Linked DNA regions of Mus musculus: all the other regions are linked to region 4. Evidence: chromatin contacts called from public HiChIP or PLAC-seq and promoter capture Hi-C data. All regions are on one chromosome and are shown on one strand. Each heading gives the region's core, a stretch centred on a gene start, on an enhancer-like site or on the middle of the called end of the contact. The rest is flanking DNA. Distances are from core to core; before and after follow the strand shown.

Region 1 (4,869 bases), core at 1,655-4,154, 280 kb after region 4:
AACGGCAGCATTGTGTAAAATGACCCATGGTGGCACACATGCAAATGAAGTGTGATGTTCGACATCCTCTCCTCCTTCAGTCTTCTCTGTCCTGCTTTCTCAGCCTCTCTTCGATACCAGTGGGTTTGCTTGCCTCTCTGGTTCTTTGTATTCTTGCATATCTAATGTGTCCATAGTTCTGACTTCCCAGATCTAGGAATCTAAAGAAGAAATTATTGATACCTGCATTGGATGCATCTGCTGCTGCTCTGGGATCTCTCAAATATCCTTATCCTTGGGAAATGCTGAAGTGGCAAGGTTTCTATCACTCAAGGTTGAGACTGAACACATGTCCGGTGATTGTACCTTGTAGAGAGCAGTCAGCTCTCAACGGATCCTGGAGTGGCATTCATAAGAAGGAAGGTAGACTGATCTTAATAGGGAGCGCGTCACAGCCACATGAGGACCTGACTGGGGAGCTGAGCATGGTGATTTTAGGGATGAAGCTGTTGGTGGAAATATTCTCCTCTTCTTTATGAGCCTGCTGCCTCTGCACTGGTTTCACTGCCCCACCGCTCATCTGCTCATCACAAATGGGCAAGGCCTTGGCTTTCGTGGGCACCCAGCCCTGGCAGGAGTGTGTAACCACTCTGCACATCCTGGCCTCTGAAAGGAAGCCAGGGGGCAGATACCAGGCTGATGCCTGCATGCCTAGAGGGGGAACAGTACCCACCACCCTCCCCTCCATACCAACCAGAGCCTAACTAAAACCAACTTGAGCACTAAAAATAGGACAGGGAGAGGAGTAGACGGAGGCAGAAATGAAATCCATTTGTGACCGAAGGGACTGCAGAGTCTTTTTTCCCTAGGTTGGCACAGTGGTTGGTTGTGCAACCTATGGTTCTCAGCACACTGCTGCTTATCTGGGCTGGCAGTTAAACCGACGGCAGAGCTGGTCTCCCCACAATGGAGCTGAAATTAGCCCAGGCTCAGGGCCAGGCCCAACTTGGTATAGGATGTTTGCAGGTTATGTACTTAAATGGAATGAGTTCCTACAGCAGTTTTCTGTAGGAGGCCCTTCCATGTCCAAGTTAAACTCTCAAGATACCACTGAGAGGCCATGAACACACACAACACTCACATGCACACCGAAACACACAACACATGAACACAAACACACAACACATGCACACAAACACATAACACATGCAGGCATCTACATACACACATGCATGTGCACACACACTCAAGCATGCCCCTTACAGTTCTGCTTTGTCCTCTGCTTTTCAATGGGAATGGAAAGCCAAGTTAATAAGTTAAGCAGTTAGGGGCCATATCACACCCTTGAAAGATAAGGAAACCCAGCACTGGTGAAAATCAATATTTATTGTGGTCAGTGTGCATAGAGACAGGCCCTGTATGTTCACCAGCCTGGACTGCCTGTTGGACAAGGGGTCATGGCTGTATATTTGGAGACCATTTGGCCATCTAGGTCATCCCTGGTCTTGTGGATTCCAACATCCCAAGCTTGATTGAGGCTACAGTTCTTCCAAACTATTGATTGGTTTTCTTCCCGGAACATTCAGAAGATGGCAGTGCTTGCTCGAATGCATTTAACAATTGCAAAGGGGCTGAACAACTGCTCAGTGGTAGAGCTTTTGCCTAACATGGACAAGGCCATGAGTTTCATTCCTAGCACCCGCCTCCTTCAAATCATAGGATTAAGAATTCTTCAAAGGTCTATTTTTCATGATGACTTCTTTGACAACTTTTTAATTGACTTATTTATTTAAAAATTGTAAATTGTCTGTGTGTGTGTGTGTGTGTGTGTGTGTGTGTGTGTGTGAGAGAGAGAGAGAGAGAAAGAGAGAGAGAGAGAGAGAGAGAGTATAAAGGTATTTGTAGATGTATGCAGATGTCTACTGAGGCTAGAAGAGGGTGTCTGGTCTCATGTCTGTGGACTTGAGCTGGCTGTGAGGCCACCTGACATGGGTACTGGGAAGCTAACCTGAATCCTCTGGAAAAGCCACTGAGCCACCTCTTTAGCCCAGAATGACCTCCTGAGTGTTGCATCTTGTCATCTCCTGCCTCTCCTCTTCTGCTTTCTGTCTCCCCATCCTCCTCTTTTTCTTCCACTTCAAGTGTTAAATTCCTTCAAATTATTTATTCTGATTTCTATTTTGATTTTTAAAGGTACACTTTTGATAGATGGCTCATTTTACCTTTGAACTCATGATCCTCCCGTCCTCACCTCCTCATTGCCAGGACGTCCAGGTGTGTGCCACCCTACCCGGCCTTAAAATGTTTATTTGTATTGGTGTCCTTGATCACCTAACACCTTAAGCATGACTTCTGTGCTGTTTGCTAAACTAGTAACTGCCCTTCTGCTGGCTTTTAATAGACAGTGTCCAGCTATGAGATGCATCGTTTGGTCACCTAACTCCTCAGTTCAATGATAACTCACAGACCTGGGCCAAACTGATTGTCTTTGAGTGAACTTGACTGAGGTTCCAGCTTAGCTTCTGCCTCTATCAGTCTGGCCCCTGAACTAACTCCCCCCACCCCCATCTGTAAAGTGAAGAGATGCTCTCTTTGTGTCCTTACCAACTATGGGAGGCTACATTCTTGGCTTCAGGCCTTGAACCAGATGAGTGTAGCTCCTTCGTGAGTGCACCACTGACCTTCCTGCCTCAGGCTTAACTTTCCTTTAGGGGAAAGCTATGGTTAAGTTGGTGACCGCAGGCTGAGTGTCAGCCTCATCTGCAGATGGGGGACTTGGGGAGGGAAAGCTTACCTGATGGGTGACCACTAGATGATTTTCACTTCTGCGAAACAGATCTCTGCTGTTTCTTGGCCCAGAAGCCTGCCACATCTTAGAGTCACCGGTGTCATGAGCCGGTTGTGGAAAGTGGAAATGGGCAGGATGTGGTTTGAACTGACAAAACTGGAGCAAATCACTCATCTCTGGGGTTGGCATGGATACTGAGGGTGGGGGAGGCTGTGCAGGGATACTGACGGGGGGGGGAGGGGAGGTCTGTGCAGGGATACGGAGGGGGTGGCTATGCAGGAATACCAAGAGGTGAGAGAGGCTGTGCTTACTGTACAGCCAGCCAGCATTATAAGTCTAGGGCAGCCCAGCCACTCTGAACATACTGGGCTTGGAAGCTGGGCAGCGTTGAGCCTAACTAGTACTTAGATGGAAGGAAGTAACAAAGTAGGCTTCAGAGTCATAAGATTCTCAATATGTGACCTAAATCCCTGGCATGCTTCTTCTGTACTACCAACAGAACCCTAAACTCAGAAAGAACGTGGCCCTTGACAGCCAGGATCCATGTTGCCTTCATAATACTTCCCATAGCCTTGACTTGGACCTGTGTGTGTCCCAGGGTCATTTGAGGACCTTACCATATGTCTCCACAGTATGGCCTCTGGTTGGACTGTGGAGACAATCAACAAATAACAGGTAAATGAATAGTTAGTTCTAAGCAATGTAAACACCCCAAAAGTCTACTAGTGTGCATGTTGGTTTTTGTCAATCCGACATTAATCTAGACATCATTAGAAAGAAGGAACCGTGGGTGAGAAGATGCTTTCATCACCTTGGCCTGGAGGCAAGCCTGTGAGCCATTTTCCTAATTAATGATTGATGTGGGAGAGCCCAGCCTCGTAGGGGCAGTGTCACCCCTGTGCAGGTGGGTGTGAAACATAAGAGAGAGTGAGCCGAGCAAGCCATGGGAAACAAGCCAGTAAGCAATGTTCCTTCATGGCCTCTGCTTCGGTTCCTGATTCTAGGTTCTTACCTTGAGCTCCTGTGCCGAGTTCTCTTCATGATGGACCATCAGCCGGTTTCCTCCGAAAACTGCTTTTATTTGTGGTGTTTATCCCAGCAATAGAAACATAATTAAGAGAAGTAGGTTTAACAAAAATTCAAGTACTGAATTATCTGGGCTACCATGGGGTTTCAGGGGGATGGGAAGGTTCTGTCCTGCCTTCTTAAGCCTATTGGATGAAGAGCTTTCTGCCTGCCTTTCCTGGAGGGAGGAAGGCTGCTGTGACTTCAGGGCTTACATAACTAACTGCTGACTGACAGTGGTCCTCACTTCTGAGACCCACAGAAATGCCTGGGTGCATCATTTTACATCCCAGCCCCATTGTTGCTCTACCAGGATTGTCTTTGTTGTGCTTGTCATTGTCTGATGTCTTTGTTGAGAAGAATAGCTCAGACAAAGAACCATCACAGTGCCTCGCTGACTGGCTGGGTTTGCTGCATCTTGGGGAGGCTCCCTTCTGACAGACGTAGGAGAAGCCACACATTCTCAGGTCTAAAATCAAGGCAATGGTACAAAACACCTCATCATGGGTGGTCATGGGACTGACAGCATCACGAAACTGTTCTCACAGAGCTGGGTGTGGAGTAAGTACCAAAGAGAGAGCAGCTCATTTTTTAGGTTCTTTCAGCGGCATAATAGTCTTTAAATCATGCAATCTTATTCTGTTTTTTTTTTTTTTTTTTTTTTTTTTTTTCCTGGCATAAACACGATCCAGCACAGCCAACGTTGTTTAATGTTTGCCTGGCTTCCTTCCCTCTGTTTTCTGTCTCTGGGGAGGACAGGAGAGGAAGGACATTCCAATTTCACAAACACTACCTCTGAGTGCCTCAGATTAATGTACAACGCTGAGCTGAGATGACTTTTTATTTTTAGCATGCATGAGTATTTAATGCATGATAATGTTTATGCCACACATCAGTGGGGAATGGAAAGACCACTCACAAAATGGAACTGGGATTAACTAGCTAATTATTTAGGAAAATGTGAGCGTACTTTGAGAAAAAAAGACATCACAGATGGGTCAGAAAGTACTGTTAAACCTATATACTTCGGAATGGGG
Region 2 (4,377 bases), core at 396-2,895, 260 kb after region 4:
AAGCCCGGCGGAGCTTTAGGTGGCCACAGGTACCTGCTGGCAGTGCTGTCACATTTAAGGCAAGGCTTTAAGTTACTTTGGCCAAAAATCCTAAGGAGGCAGTGAAGCGAGGCTCACGGAGTCGATGACCCGTGTCTATGGATTTACATGTAAAACATTATCTTGTAGTTTGGTTCTATTTGAAAATCTGACAGAGAGAGAGAATAAAAAGTTTCAGGAATGTATGGAATGTGGAGATTATCTATACATCCTGGGGCCAAAAAAAAAAAAAAAAAAAAAAAAAGATGGTATATTATGGAGGAATAACAAAAGAAGTGATGAAATTTCCAGCTAATGAAAGGGGAACCACTTTTTCCCCAAGTTCAGAATTAGCATGGGGGTATTTGTGGAATTACCTTTGGGGCATTATCACACCCTGTACCATTCATCTGTATTAACGTTGGAATGTACTTCACTCAATGTTTATTGCTGTGGTTGATATTTCAAAAGCTGCTTTCAAAAAGAATCCATGCATCTCAGCATTGTTTAAATTGTATTTAGTTATGACCTCTAGAATGTTTGTTAGTCACACAAACAGAAAAAGATACTTTTTCCATTTGAGGTATTTGTCTCTTGATTCTTCAAAAGCATTTCTGAAAAGGTGGGAACAGCTTTAGAGAGATGCGAGGAACCGATGGAGCTGGGCTTGCCTGTTCCCTCCGCTGTGCTGTTGGAGCCTACCCCTCTGCCGGGACAGACCCTGGGATTGCTTATCATGATGGATATAGCTGTTGCCCACTCGACCTTGTTTCTTCCAGGTTTACTTGTCCCTGGACGATTCAGCATTTAACTCAAGTTACCTAGGATTTCATGCATGTTTGGTTAAACCCATGATGTTCATTCACTTAGAAATCCAGATGGGAAGCAGAGCAAGGGGTTAGGACCTGGCTCTAGCAGCTGGGCCTTCAGAGGGTTGCTTTGTGTGGCCTGTTGGGCATAGATGTGTCAGGACTCCTCTTATCCCCTGTCCCCCAGGCCTGCCTCCCTGTGCAGAGAGAGAGAGAACAAGGGAGAGAGCAGGAGAGCCAGAACTCCCCAGTAGGTCTCAGAGAACAGGATGATCAGAACTTTTCAAGTTATTCTAGTTTTTAAGCGAAATATTATCCTGTGAAAGGTTTACATTCTCCACGCGATGAATATGGAATAAGAAACCCTGTGCTGCTATCCTGCCAAGATCATTGTAATGGAGGAGTCGGTTTGCAGTACACACCAAGTGACCGGCTCCTTCAAGCTGCTTCTTGAAGTAACGATGAAGAACACAGACATTTATTTTAAATATAAAACCTGTTTCTCTTTTGTTTTTGTTGCTATTGTTCAAACTTGGATTTGTAGAGTATTTGAAAAAAATGTATATACATTTAAAAGAAGAAGCAGCAGCAGCTCATAGGAGTCCTTCAGGTGTGGGATTTTGTTTTCTGATTTGAATGGCAAATTCTCCAAGTCCCTGGACCCTAGAACTGGACAGTATTGTGGCTGCATTTGCTCTAAAAGTAGTTGGTGATGCAATTTTTTTTCTTGTTAAAAACATGTTAGAAGCAAAGAGTATACATAGAATCTGACTTGACTAGCCTTTTTCTTCCTCTTTTTTTTTAATAACCTCAATTATTTTGCAATCAGACAACAGAGAGCCATCTGCATGTAGTTCATATTTCAGAAGGGCTTCACACCCAAATCTCACCTCCTCTGTAAGCTTTGAAATCTCTCCATCAATCAAAGCCAAGCAGACGTAGAAGTGGGCTGAGAGACTCAGAGAGAGCCATCGAGAAGAGCAGCCCAATGCCCTCCAGAGCCCCAGTACCCGCCCAGGCTCTCTGAGAGATGGCAAAAAAAACAGAGAGGTTGATCTTCAGTGATTCCTCAGGGCCTGAACTTGCGTGAAGGCTTGAGATGTCCATGAGAGCCACAGTTAAGGGAGCACTTTCATGTAGTTCAAGTAAAACCCTCCATCCTGTCCAGCTCGCTTGTCTCTGGATGTTTGGGTGTGGCCTTTATTCATACATACATACATTTTTTCCACAGGCATATTCTTATTTATTACATCTAAGAGCATTGCTGGGTCTAGGAAAGGGGGAAGCAGGGTTTAGGAAGTGCTCATAAGCCAGGAGGGATTATAATAATCAGGACTGAATGTAGATAATGGGTGGCAGTACCCACATGTGTAGGTCCCACACTGAATAGAATAGGCAGAATTGTGAATAGCCCGTGTTTGTAATGGAGCCTAGACTAAAACAACTCATAAATGTGAGCTTCAACTCTAACTGTGCTTTGAAGGTGATGGGTGTCTCTATACTTCCTTATCAGTTACAGTTAGAAATGTACACCTACCCTATCAGGAAAAAATAACAGGAAAAGGTTGAAATATAAGCCAGTCTAAGGAAATTAGGGAGCCACTAAAGTTCTCTTCTGAGCTTATACTATGGTCTCTATTGCAGCTCAGACAAATATGATCACACACTTTTTAAGAAATACAATTCTCCATTGTCGGGCCCATGAAGGCTCTGATCTGATCTGTATTGTTGCCCAATTTGGGTCTTTCAGGGATTTTTCTATGCCATTATTATAGGGACAAAGGACACTTGTTATGAGGTGGGAGAGATGAAGAATTCTTACATGAGTAGAACATTTCCTAGATTGGGCCAGGGTGTGAAGGTCTTCAGCAAAATCAAGGCTGTGAGAAGTGAGGGACCTTTATGGGGGTCAAAGTTATGTTCGCCTGAGGACTTTTTGCAAGAAGCAAGGAAGCTCTATGGTACATTTATACTCCAGGGACATTGACCTAGTTCAAAGTCTGGCTTAATATGGTCAAGCAATAGCATATGTTTCAAGTTGGATATGGCTAATGAGTGTTTAAACAGTAAGTTTGACATTTTAACCAACAGGGTATTTAAACAACAACTTTCCAGTTGGTAGGGACATCTGTTTCTCTCTGTTTATTATACACAACATAGAAAAAATTCAATAAGATTGAATTAAGTAAAACATTGTGAGACTGAGTTAGGTAAACGATTGTGGCAGTCCCTTAGCCTTGGCCAGGGAATTATTCAATCCGCTATAGACATCTGTGCACTGTGCATCTCTCCAGGCATGAAGAAAACCAGGTAGAGGGCAGATGGCACCTGAGCACTTCATCCTGGATATCTAAGAAGAATAACATAAAGCCAGTGTTCCATGCACCAAGTCCAGTACAGAAGACAAAAAGAGTCACAGAAGATGGAAAAGCTAGCTAATCAGAAATCCTGGGAATGTTAAGTGTGCCGGCCATGTGGCTATGCGGCAATGCCTGTACCTTCCCACTTGGGAACCTGCAGTGGGCCCTCCAGCTGGCTCCCTTCATGAAATCCTCCCCTCCGAGATAACATCTGAAGGATTGATGGCAGATTCAGTTTCCATTAGGAGATATTTTCCTTTGGAGACAGGGGTTCTCTATTAAAATATCTTCTTAGGTTTTCAGCTAAACTTTGCTTTGGCTTCAGCTATAGTGGGGTTCTTTCTAAGTAAAGTAATGTTCAAATAAGTGTTTTGTATTGGAAGCTTTGTTATCAAGATTTTCATACTTATATCCATGGGCTGCTTTTAAGGTTGATACTTTTAGGCGTGGCTGATGCCTATAGCACTGTACATACAAGAAATATATAAGTGTATTTGGCATACTTAAGGTAAAATAAGTCTCCAGTTGGCTACTGTTACATATAATGGCTCTTTGTTTGTGTTGTTAGAAAACATTACATTGCCATTAACTCCCCATGTCTGTCTGAAAAAATAAAATAAAATACAGTGAGCAGCACCAGTTGTCCTCTGGAACTGTTTATAACACGCTAACATGGTTGTGCTGACTATTCGTCATTATCAAAGAAACCTTTGGAAAGCCTCCCTAACAAGCTACTAAGACCATCATGAGCACATTCTAATGAAGGCCTGGGAGACAAGGCATGAATTACATTGCCTGAGAGAATTCATATTGCTATTTGGTGAGTTATTTCATATGGATGGAGATCTCAGCCTTCATTCCTGTTACTGTAATATGATATTCTGACAGAAAGCAACTTAGGAGAGAAAGGCTTGAAGGTCACAATTCCAAGTTATAATCCAAGATAGCAGAGAAAAGTCAAGGCCACAAGAACTTAAAACAGCTAGTCACATCCCATCCACAACCAAGGGCAGGAGACTGGATATGCGCATGCTTGTACTTAGCTCAATTTTTTTTCACACTTACACAGTTCAGGACCATCTGCCTAGGGAATGGTGCATCCTACAATGAGCTGGGTCTCCCAGCATCAAATAATTTAAGATAATCCCTCATAGACATGTCCATAGACCAACCCATTATAGATAGTCCCT
Region 3 (4,437 bases), core at 927-3,426, 350 kb after region 4:
TTCCATTTGTCTGTTCTCCTTTTAGATGCTTCTTTATCTTGGTTGCTTACCACACAGCACCCGATTGAAGTGCTGTCCTCTCGTGGTGCCCCACCCTGACCCTGGTGCTTCAGCGTGAAGATTTCTGTCTCTGTTCTAGAGAGTTCTGTTGTTTCGTTTATCTTTCCTGGTTTCTCCTCTGGGAAATACTGCTAACTCTGATGCTGGGACCACACCCATCAGCTCCCATGCCTCTTTCCTCCCATAGACTCTTTTTATCATTCATATTAATTTATATAGCATTATGTTCTGATCCCCACATGGAATATTTTCATTTTTAATTTTAACTTTACTCATTTTAAAATTTCAGATCCAGTGTGATGGCTCAGCAGGCAGAGACTTGAGCCTTTATGTACTTTATGCCTGAGCCCTTGAGTTCAATCCTGACAAAGTGGCAGGAGAAACCTGATTCCAGCCCTAACTACTCTCCACATGCACACCAAGGCACACACGCAGTGCACCTACACACAACAATAAAGGAATAACAAGTTAAGTTTCCAAGGGCCACTCTTATGTATTTTCATTTTATATCATTTTAGTCCTGTTTTGAAATTTCATTGTTGGTTTTGTTTTGTTCTGGGATTTGGGGTGGGTTGTTGTTGTTGTTTGTTAACTATTCTTTTTTCTGCATTAGTTTTTGGACTTATTCAAGCTGGGTGTTCTCATGTGGTCAGAGGTCCTCAGTTGTTAGTGGCTCATGGTCACATATTCTTGAAGAGACTGGCCAGAAGCCTCCATATTCATGGAAATGGTGTATTGATGATTCCTTCTGACCATGAAATGTCAGCTTGTGGGGTACTTTCTCTGGAGGGACTTAAGGAATCCAAAGGCATCCTTCCATGTCCTAAAGACAACAGCCATATTCTGCATGTGCCTCAGAGTGGCCCCTCAGTCCTGCTCAGTCAACTTTCTGCAAATGTTCACTGAGCTCTGTCCTCTACTGATGCCATCCTCTAAGTTTGCTTTTTACTGTCATCTTATCACATAGGTGAGCAAGCAGAGGAAATAGGCAGCCATGTGGAATACATGGCTCATGGCTTTCCTCCTGCTCCCTCAATCAGGAAGAAGGGTCCCAGCCATTCCTTCCCATTTGAAGAGGACATTTTCAGGAGACTCTGGTTTCTATCACTGGGGCAGCTGGGGGCTGGGAGCAGCAGTTGTTGTGTGACAGTGCTGCTGGAGGGGGAGGCAGATCCTCCCAGATGTGTCTGCTATTCTTTTTTCATTCTCTCTTTGCTCACCTATATCTCCAGTTTGTCTTGCACTTTCTTCTTACACTGGCATTTCCTCCACTGCTGCAAACTTTCTAGAAGTTTCTAAATGTTTCAGTTCTGCTGGCTGGGTACACAGACTAGAGATGGGGATTTTCTTGTTTTGTTTTGTTTTTCCTTCTGAGCCAGATCGAGTCTCCAAATAGAGAACTTCCAAATATGATCACCACTCTTTTCTTGCTACAGGGGAGTTGGGCATTTCCAGTTCCATTAGCAGGATAGCCTGGGCACAGGCTTATATTTCTGGAAGACAATAGTTTTAAACCCTCACTAGGTGAGAAGACTACCTGGTCTCTGACCTCCAGACAACTAGGCTTCCTAGGCCACTGTTTTGTCTCTGGTCTGGTCACCAGAAGCTTCAGCCCCACCCACCAGGAGATTTTGTTTTTATAGTGTTTCTGCTCTGTGGAGATTCATTTAAATCTATTTTTATCTTGGATTTCATGGAAAATAATTTGCCAACTTTCCCATGTATAACTAGCCCTCCATCACCAATATCTCTGCTAAGATTTCACGATGAAGAAGGAAGGTTCCAGAAAACCGGACGTTGGAGGCTGGACAGACTGTTCCACAGTTTAAAGGACTTGTTTTTGTAGAGGATCTGGGTTCCATTCTCAGCACCCAGCTGTGATGGAGTGGTCTGGGCTCTGTTGGAGAAACTGCAGAACCCCAGAAACTCAGCATGTTAGTTACACAGAGTTGAACAAGGAAGCAGGGTTATTGCAAACAGCTGAACAAAGTTGATTACATACAGATAAGGTGTTACATACAGATAAGCAAGGAGGCAGGATTTATCGAGTACTGCTGGATCAAGGGAGCAGGTTTAGCTGATCTTGGTAGGAACATTCCTTGTAGGGGCGTAGTCTTCAGAGTTCCTGGGGTGGCTGGGAAAAGACAATGGTGGACATTGTCTACACACACCCTCACCCCAGAGCTGGCTCATGTTGACAACATACCTTCTCTCAGGTCTTGATTCAGTCAGGGCAAATATTTTCCAACCTGTTCATCTTTCTGCATAAGCATTTTCTCCTTTAGCTTAGGACTTAAAGATTTATGATGACAATTCTTACTGCTGTTAGACATTTTAAATGAAAGAAAATTATCATTCTGTGCACTCAAGCAAATGACTTAATCAATTTCTCCTTGACTTACACAGAGGAAGTTCATGCTCTAGAAAGCTTTATGTAAGACTTTTATTTCCCGAATATCAAACTGACTTCTTATTCAACTGCTAATAATGTTGCAATAATTAAGATATGCCTCTGAAGCATTGTGTGAAGACAAATAGAAATTCCGCTTATGTAATTAGAAAAGGAAATGTGTTCAAGTGGCTATTGCCAATGGATGCAAAAGGTGACTGCATCACCCTACTTCCTTATTGGCATGGACCATGTCGATATGTGAGCTTTCAATCGGCACATCTCCTATAACATAGAATTGCTTCATCTAAACAAAACAAGCAAAGAGGAGGAGGAGGGAAGAGGAAGAGAAAAAGGAAGAAGAGAAAGAAGAAGAAGAAAAGGAAGAAGAGGAAAAAGAGGAGGAGGAAGAAGAGAGGAGGAGGAGGAGAAAGGGAAGAGGAAGAGGAAAAGAAAGAAGAGGAAGAAAAGAAAGAAGAGGAGGAGGAAGAGGAGAGGAGGAGGAGAAAAGAGAATGGGGCTTGATTGCAGGTGATATCCTAAGTGTGTCCTGTAGTAGATTTAGAGGGTGATAGGAGGTTTTTCTATTATTTTCTTTCTGTTCTTTGATGGTTATTTAGGGTTTGACTTTGGTGAATCTCAGCTTTACCATCTGTGGGTGATATAGGAAGAAATTAGGAAATTTGGAATGAGTAGTCAGCGGGTAGCCTAACCCATGAAAAAGCAGGCAGGTATCTTCTGTATCACTGCGGACCATGTTGTCAATGCAGATTCCCAGATCCCTCCAGATCACTAGACTGTGCCTTTTAATGAACTCTATTAAACTGTTCCAGAGCCATTTGAGATCGGAGCTGTGTCAGACAGACAGAAGAGAGTGTATTCCCCAAGGTCACAGGCTTGCAACAGAACCAGCTGTGGCTTACAGCGGCCTTCTCCCACTTCATGCTTACAGCATTCATAATTATAATTTACCCACCACTAAGTTCCTACTTCATGTTGATGGATCAATGTTGTGAGGTGTTTATTTTGGTTTCTTTTCTAAGAATGTTTGCCTTTGTTGATTTTCTTTTGTGTGTATTTTTCTACTTCATGAATGTCTGCTTTTACTACTATTTTTTCTTTCTCTGATTTTATTCTCCTATTTGTCCTAATTCTTTGGTAGACTTGAAAGCATGTTAAGCTCCTCTATGCTAATAAAAATACACGAGGTTACAAACTGTTCCCTAAGAACAATTATAGCTACATCTGATAAATTCTGACATATAATTTTGAGTTTTTATTTAGTCCCTAATATTTCCCAATGTCTATTGTGATTTTGTGTTTAATACATGGACAAAGTGTTTCATAGATGTTTTCAGATGTATGATGTCTGGTAGATATCCCTTTAGTTTCTAAATAGACAATAAACTATGACTAGATATCATGGTCTCTATGACTGTAATTCTTTATATATTTGTCAAAGCAGGCAGGTTAAATTTTTCCAAGAGATGAATATTGGTAGCTTAATCACAATCTCTTAATATATATTTACTTAATCAAAATTTCACACATGCATATGACGTGTTCCCACAACCCCCCTTCCTTCCCCTCAAATTCTTCCTCTATCCTTACCTTCTCTCCCCTCCCAACTTTATATGCTCTCCCACCCCTCTCTCTCTCCCCCCCCCCTCTCTCTCTCTCACACACACACACACACACACACACACACACACACTGAAGAGGCTGCAGAGATGGCTCAGGAATTAAGAAAGACCACTTTTAAATAGAGAACTCTTAACAGAGGACTCTCTAATGGCCAAGAAGCACTTAAAGAAATGTTGAACATCCCTAGTCATCAGGAAGATGCAAATAAAAATGGCTCCAAAATTCTATCTTACACCCATCAAAAACTCAAGTGACAACTCATGCTGGTGATGTGGAGCAAGAGGAATACTTTTCCATTACTGGCAGGAGTGCAAACTTGTACAACCACTTTGGAAGTCCACTTG
Region 4 (4,552 bases), core at 1,112-3,611:
ATTTGTGACACACAAGCTCTTACTGCACATTTATGGAATTCAAGTGCCAAGATATAGTGAGAATAAAGACACTTCCAAGACGTCATGAAAAAAATGACATTGAACAGGCACTTGAAGAATCTCTGTGTGTTTATTTAACAAGCTGAGTTAATCAAAAGCAATTGAGGAACATGATCTACTATTAACCAAAGCCCTCGAGTGAGGACGAAAGGTTTGTACTCCAGGAATGGGGAATATCCTGTTGGCTCTATGGCTCTTTCTTAAAGTGTAGAAACAAGATGCCTCTTACTTCATCCTATTACCAGCTTTCTCTTGGTCCATTCTACAATACCCATATCCATCTTCATAAAGTCAACATACCACCAATCACAACTTCACCAGAAATAAAATCTAAAAAGACCAACAATGCAGGGCTTCTGCAACCCTGTCTGCTTTCTAGAAAAGCCTAATGCATGAAGCACTCAGCATCCATCAGTGCCTGCCGATATATTCCTAACTTCATTTCCTGCCACTCTTATTCCAAAGTATCTTTGCTTCCTGCATGCCAGCCTCCCATAAACACGTTGGATGGCTTTCCTTTGTGCATTTATTCTTGCTTTGACTGCTGTCTGAAATGTCCTGGTCTGTGGAAATCAATTTAAGACTTTGAGATTCTGTTCAGATGACACTTCTCTAGGGCATCCTTGTTCATGTGATCGGAACTGAGCCTCCACTCCAGAGTCAGGGTTCATTCAGCCTCTGGTTGTTTGCCTCAGTTCTCAGATGAGATTGCCCTTGGAGATAAGTGACCTAAGTTTACCACCCAGCTGTGCAATGGGCTTTCTTGATCACCCAATTAGCTTCAGTTATAAAAATCAGACACATTTCTCATAGAATTCAGTAAGATAAAATATGTACACAAGTATTTTGTAAACCTTTATGCACATAAAGAATTCCATTTCCATCTTATTTTTATTGAAAAGTTTTTCCATATGATATATCCTGATTATGATTTCTCATTCCCCAACTCCTCCCAGGTCCCTTCCACATTCCCACCCATCCACCTTCATGTTCTGCTTTCTCTCTCTTTAGAAAGCAAACAGGAAGAAAAAGAACCCAAAGAAACACATGCACACAAAAATTACATTAAAGCACAAAATTAGAAACTACAACATACAGGAAAAAGACAAGGTAGAAAAGAATGTTCAAAGTATGAGACAAAAAGTCTACAAAAATACCTTTGAGTTTGTTTGTGTCGGCCTAGGACCTGTCCTTAAGCGTGGTTTATATACCCGTTAAGGTTTCATTGGAGAAAATTAATTTTTCCTTTGCAAGTGAGTGTCATTGCAGATAGTTTCTTGGTTAGGGTGGGAGCGCTCATCCACTTCCCCCTTTCGGTGCTGGGACCCCATCTGACTTGAACTCTGCTCTTCAGTCCTTTTGTGACTCTGCTTCCTTGGAGTCCTCCAAACTCCTCTGGCTCTTAGTCTTTCCTCCTCTTCTAGATTTCTTTGCTCTGGGGTGGAGGGATGAAGATAGCCCATTAGGTCTCTCACTGAACACTGACTGTTCAGTTCCGGGTCTCTGGTTAGTTCCCATATACTACAAGAGGAAACTCCTTTGATGATTGGAGAGTGAATCACTGATCTATGGGTGTAGCAGAATGTTGTTGGGAGTCATTTTTATTGCTGTGTGTGTTTTTTTTTAATCAGAACAACAGTATGTGGTTTTCTCCTAAGACCATGATTATCCAGTCTAAAGTTCATGGCTACCCAAGCAGTTTTGTTCCATCCCATAGCTGGGTCTTATATCCAACCAGAGAGTGGCTGGCTATTCTTACATTTGTGCCAGTATTGAGCCAGCCTATCTGCAAGCAGCTCACCACTGTAGGTCCCACGGTTTGTAGCTGGGTGATGGTTACCTTTCTCCTCTGGTTCTGTGCAAAGTACCTCCCAGTACCGTAAACACTAGACAGTAGGGGTGAAGGCTCCATTTACATTTTACCATTTTATATACACAATAGGTATTTTATTGTGCTGGAATATAAGGAGCAGATAGCAATAATTTCGAAAAGAAAACCTTAGTTTGAAACGCTTGCACAAGAGTTGCAAAAAGAATTTTCGAATTCCAACGTACTTGTCATCCAGCTTTCTCTTAATAGCATCTGAAATGACTGTACTATTGCTTACTAAAACTAAAATGTTAATGTCCGATACATTAGCTGAGCTACACACTTTTGTCACACTTTTATGTTTTAACAACTGACGTCCCTCTCCAGCACCAGACTTCACTCCAGAATCCCCCACATGCCTTTAGGCTGACTTCCGCATCTCGGCTTCCTGTTCTCATTTCGCGAGAGTTCATTTGTGGCGAAACGCATCCTGGGTGACTGGTTAGCGCGTGTGCGGATGACGAAGCGGAAGTGCCCGGGCCAGAGGCGGGACCAGAGCCCTAAGGGGCTCGAAATTACGGAAGTTTTGTGCGGAGGGTCGGGTGGCTGCTGGAGTTCCTGCTGGATTTACGGCTCCGGAGCTGGGGCTGCCGCTGGGGGGGTCTCAGAGCCGCCAGCCTCCGCACGGTTTGCGGTGGTGACCCGGGCGCGACTCGACGGCGCTGCTGCGGGCCTTGTCTGTAGTAGGGGACCCCTCGGATCTCCACCATGGCGTCCACGAACACCAACCTGCAGGTACCGCGGTCCTTCTGGGCTCCTCTGGGCCCCTCTGGAGAGCCGGAGCCCGCGGGGAAGGAGTGGGGGCGGGGGACTGAGAAGCGGCCGCGCCCCTGTCCCCGGCGGAGGAGGGCGGGCCCGCGCAGACGGGACCCGGGCGAAGGGGCGCTTCCCAGCGGGGCCGGCCTTGGCATCGCCTCAGCCTCAAGGTCTGTGGGACTCTTGGTTTGCTTGTGAGATTGGAAAACAAAACAGCGGAGTTTGGGCCGAACTGGGCCGATCTCTCCAACCAGGAAGATCTCCAGTCTGTCCACCAAGAAGAAAGGAAAAGGGTTTTTTTTTTTGTTTGTTTGTTTTTGTTATTGTTTTTCCCAAAGCAGTACTCCGGACCAGTTTAGAATAAGGTTTGCCTTCTCAGTTCCTTACGCTGATAAACAAAGACGTCCAGGTATCCGGTGAATAGGCCAAGAACCTTAGGTTAGAGCGAGCCTGTTGGCACCATCCCCATGAATTCATTAAGAGTATGTTCTCCCGAATTACTGAATTTAAGATCAGGGAGTATTTTAATCTGTATCTTCACTTTCCCGCCCTCATCGCAAAACAAAAACAAAAAGTGTTTTCTAGGTACATTTCGGATTCCTAAGATAATGTTAGAAAGGGGTTATTGCTGCTTCGTGGAACGGTGTGCATTGGCAAATGTTTGTAACGCCGTCTCCCATCATCCTTGGTTCGTCCATGGGGTCCAGAAGAATAACCAAGACTTCTAGCCAAATAGGTTGGTTAGTTTCTTACCAAGGAGTAGGACAAAGTACCCTTAAATATTGGTCTTCTGGTAGTCAAATAGGTATTTGTTCAGTGTCTGATATAAGTAACAATGATAATGTAAACATATTTCCTTAACGTAGGATAATTGATTCTGAAGAAATTCCACCCAAAGGAAGGGCATTTGAATAGGGATCACTCCACACCAAGACGGGGAGTAGAGGTTTGTCTAGTGGGTCTTATCCTGAAACTCAACCTAAAAGATTATGAATGATTGCTCTCTTTTATAAAGTCTAAATGCAGCCATGGCTCATTTTTAAGAATTAAGAGTAAGTTCACTATTAATCTGTATGTATATTTTTTTTTCCACAGAGTTTTTGTAACCTTATATTTTGTAGCCCTTTTCGGAAAATGCTGGGGTTTTGTTTTGGTTGTTTTGTGGGGTGGTTAGTGGATTTGTTGTTGATGATTTTGCTTTTGTGAATGTATTCGTTGATTGATAACGGCTTTCCTGTGGATATTAAAGATAATTTCATTTGTGGTACTCATCTTTCTTTTTCAACATTTGTAGTTTGATTCTGTAACCAGAATGCATTGTATGTTAATTGGATTGTTGGATGTTCTTCAGTGAGCCAGTTAGAGACTGAAAAATATTAAAAGTATAGCTGTGAGTGGTAAGAAGGAGGGATGTTGAGCTACAGTTGTGTTAGTGGTTAGTTCCACTGTGGTTTTTCTCCATCAGACTTTTCAGCTTTCTAACCAAGAAAATTTTGATAAAGAATTGTTAAATGAGTAATTTCCCCAAGGAACAAAATAAAAATCTTTGTAAATAGATGCTTTTAATCTAATGCGGAATGCAAATAACCAAGAAAGCAAACAACAACAAAATGCCACCAGAATTTAAATACAATTCCATAAGATTATAACAGAATTAGAGGTTAGTGTGAGCTGGCATCCCAGAAGGGTGTATCTCACTCTTCCTAGGATAAGTAAGACATGTTTCTCGAAGGTGCTGAGATCTCAGATAAAATAGGCACCGACTGTGATTGGCTCAGTGTTTGATGTGATCTCATTGACTCCTCAGGACAGCTCTTCAAGGCCAGTGTTATTCCATTTTCACAGTATTAGAAACTCGAACTTCTT

Evidence for each region. Promoter capture Hi-C pulls out the DNA fragments that hold promoters and counts their contacts. HiChIP or PLAC-seq counts read pairs in DNA pulled down with a chosen protein or histone mark.
Region 1: a promoter capture Hi-C map of pre-B cells shows a contact between it and region 4. The contact joins the enhancer-like site here to the promoter of Vps4b in region 4. A contact is called at or near these places in 8 of 39 promoter capture datasets (the 3T3-L1 cell line, the C10 cell line, cranial neural crest and 4 more), 1 of 15 datasets of contacts at CTCF or cohesin (the NIH/3T3 cell line), 3 of 484 Hi-C or Micro-C datasets (the Ba/F3 cell line, bone marrow-derived macrophages and group 2 innate lymphoid cells), 15 of 115 datasets of contacts at active chromatin or transcription factors (the 230-238 cell line, bone marrow-derived macrophages, cardiomyocytes and 9 more) and 4 of 9 other capture datasets (adipose tissue, liver, macrophages and 1 more).
Region 2: a contact with region 4 is called in an H3K4me3 HiChIP or PLAC-seq map of bone marrow-derived macrophages, with 4 times the contacts expected there. The contact joins the enhancer-like site here to the promoter of Vps4b in region 4. A contact is called at or near these places in 8 of 39 promoter capture datasets (the C10 cell line, cranial neural crest, liver and 4 more), 1 of 15 datasets of contacts at CTCF or cohesin (the NIH/3T3 cell line), 1 of 484 Hi-C or Micro-C datasets (group 2 innate lymphoid cells), 14 of 115 datasets of contacts at active chromatin or transcription factors (the 230-238 cell line, bone marrow-derived macrophages, cardiomyocytes and 7 more) and 4 of 9 other capture datasets (adipose tissue, embryonic stem cells, liver and 1 more).
Region 3: an H3K27ac HiChIP or PLAC-seq map of extraembryonic endoderm stem cells shows a contact between it and region 4. The contact joins the enhancer-like site here to the promoter of Vps4b in region 4. A contact is called at or near these places in 4 of 39 promoter capture datasets (3T3-L1-derived adipocytes, cranial neural crest, hematopoietic stem and progenitor cells and 1 more), 1 of 15 datasets of contacts at CTCF or cohesin (the NIH/3T3 cell line), 8 of 115 datasets of contacts at active chromatin or transcription factors (bone marrow-derived macrophages, embryonic stem cells, extraembryonic endoderm stem cells and 3 more) and 1 of 9 other capture datasets (liver).

Annotation. Positions count from the first base shown.
Region 1 is chr1:106,513,791-106,518,659 of GRCm38.p6, reverse strand. No RefSeq gene overlaps it. Among named protein-coding and RNA genes, the nearest start is that of Gm41928, 7.4 kb to the left of the region's middle. Within about 2 kb of position 2,904, at least 85 of the 459 cell types and tissues checked have an H3K27ac peak or open chromatin away from gene starts, as enhancers often do. A contact at or near this core is called in the 230-238 cell line, the Ba/F3 cell line, group 2 innate lymphoid cells and 1 more, where this site is marked.
Region 2 is chr1:106,537,624-106,542,000 of GRCm38.p6, reverse strand. It overlaps Bcl2 (B cell leukemia/lymphoma 2), which reads left to right. Exons shown (of 2, transcript NM_009741.5): 2 at 1-3,825. Among named protein-coding and RNA genes, the nearest start is that of Mir3473f, 6.8 kb to the left of the region's middle. Within about 2 kb of position 1,645, at least 7 of the 459 cell types and tissues checked have an H3K27ac peak or open chromatin away from gene starts, as enhancers often do. A contact at or near this core is called in bone marrow-derived macrophages, where this site is marked.
Region 3 is chr1:106,447,685-106,452,121 of GRCm38.p6, reverse strand. No RefSeq gene overlaps it. Among named protein-coding and RNA genes, the nearest start is that of Gm41928, 74 kb to the left of the region's middle. Within about 2 kb of position 2,176, at least 21 of the 459 cell types and tissues checked have an H3K27ac peak or open chromatin away from gene starts, as enhancers often do. A contact at or near this core is called in extraembryonic endoderm stem cells, where this site is marked.
Region 4 is chr1:106,794,534-106,799,085 of GRCm38.p6, reverse strand. It overlaps Vps4b (vacuolar protein sorting 4B), which reads left to right and starts at 2,361. Exons shown (of 11, transcript NM_009190.2): 1 at 2,361-2,665. The coding sequence starts at 2,639.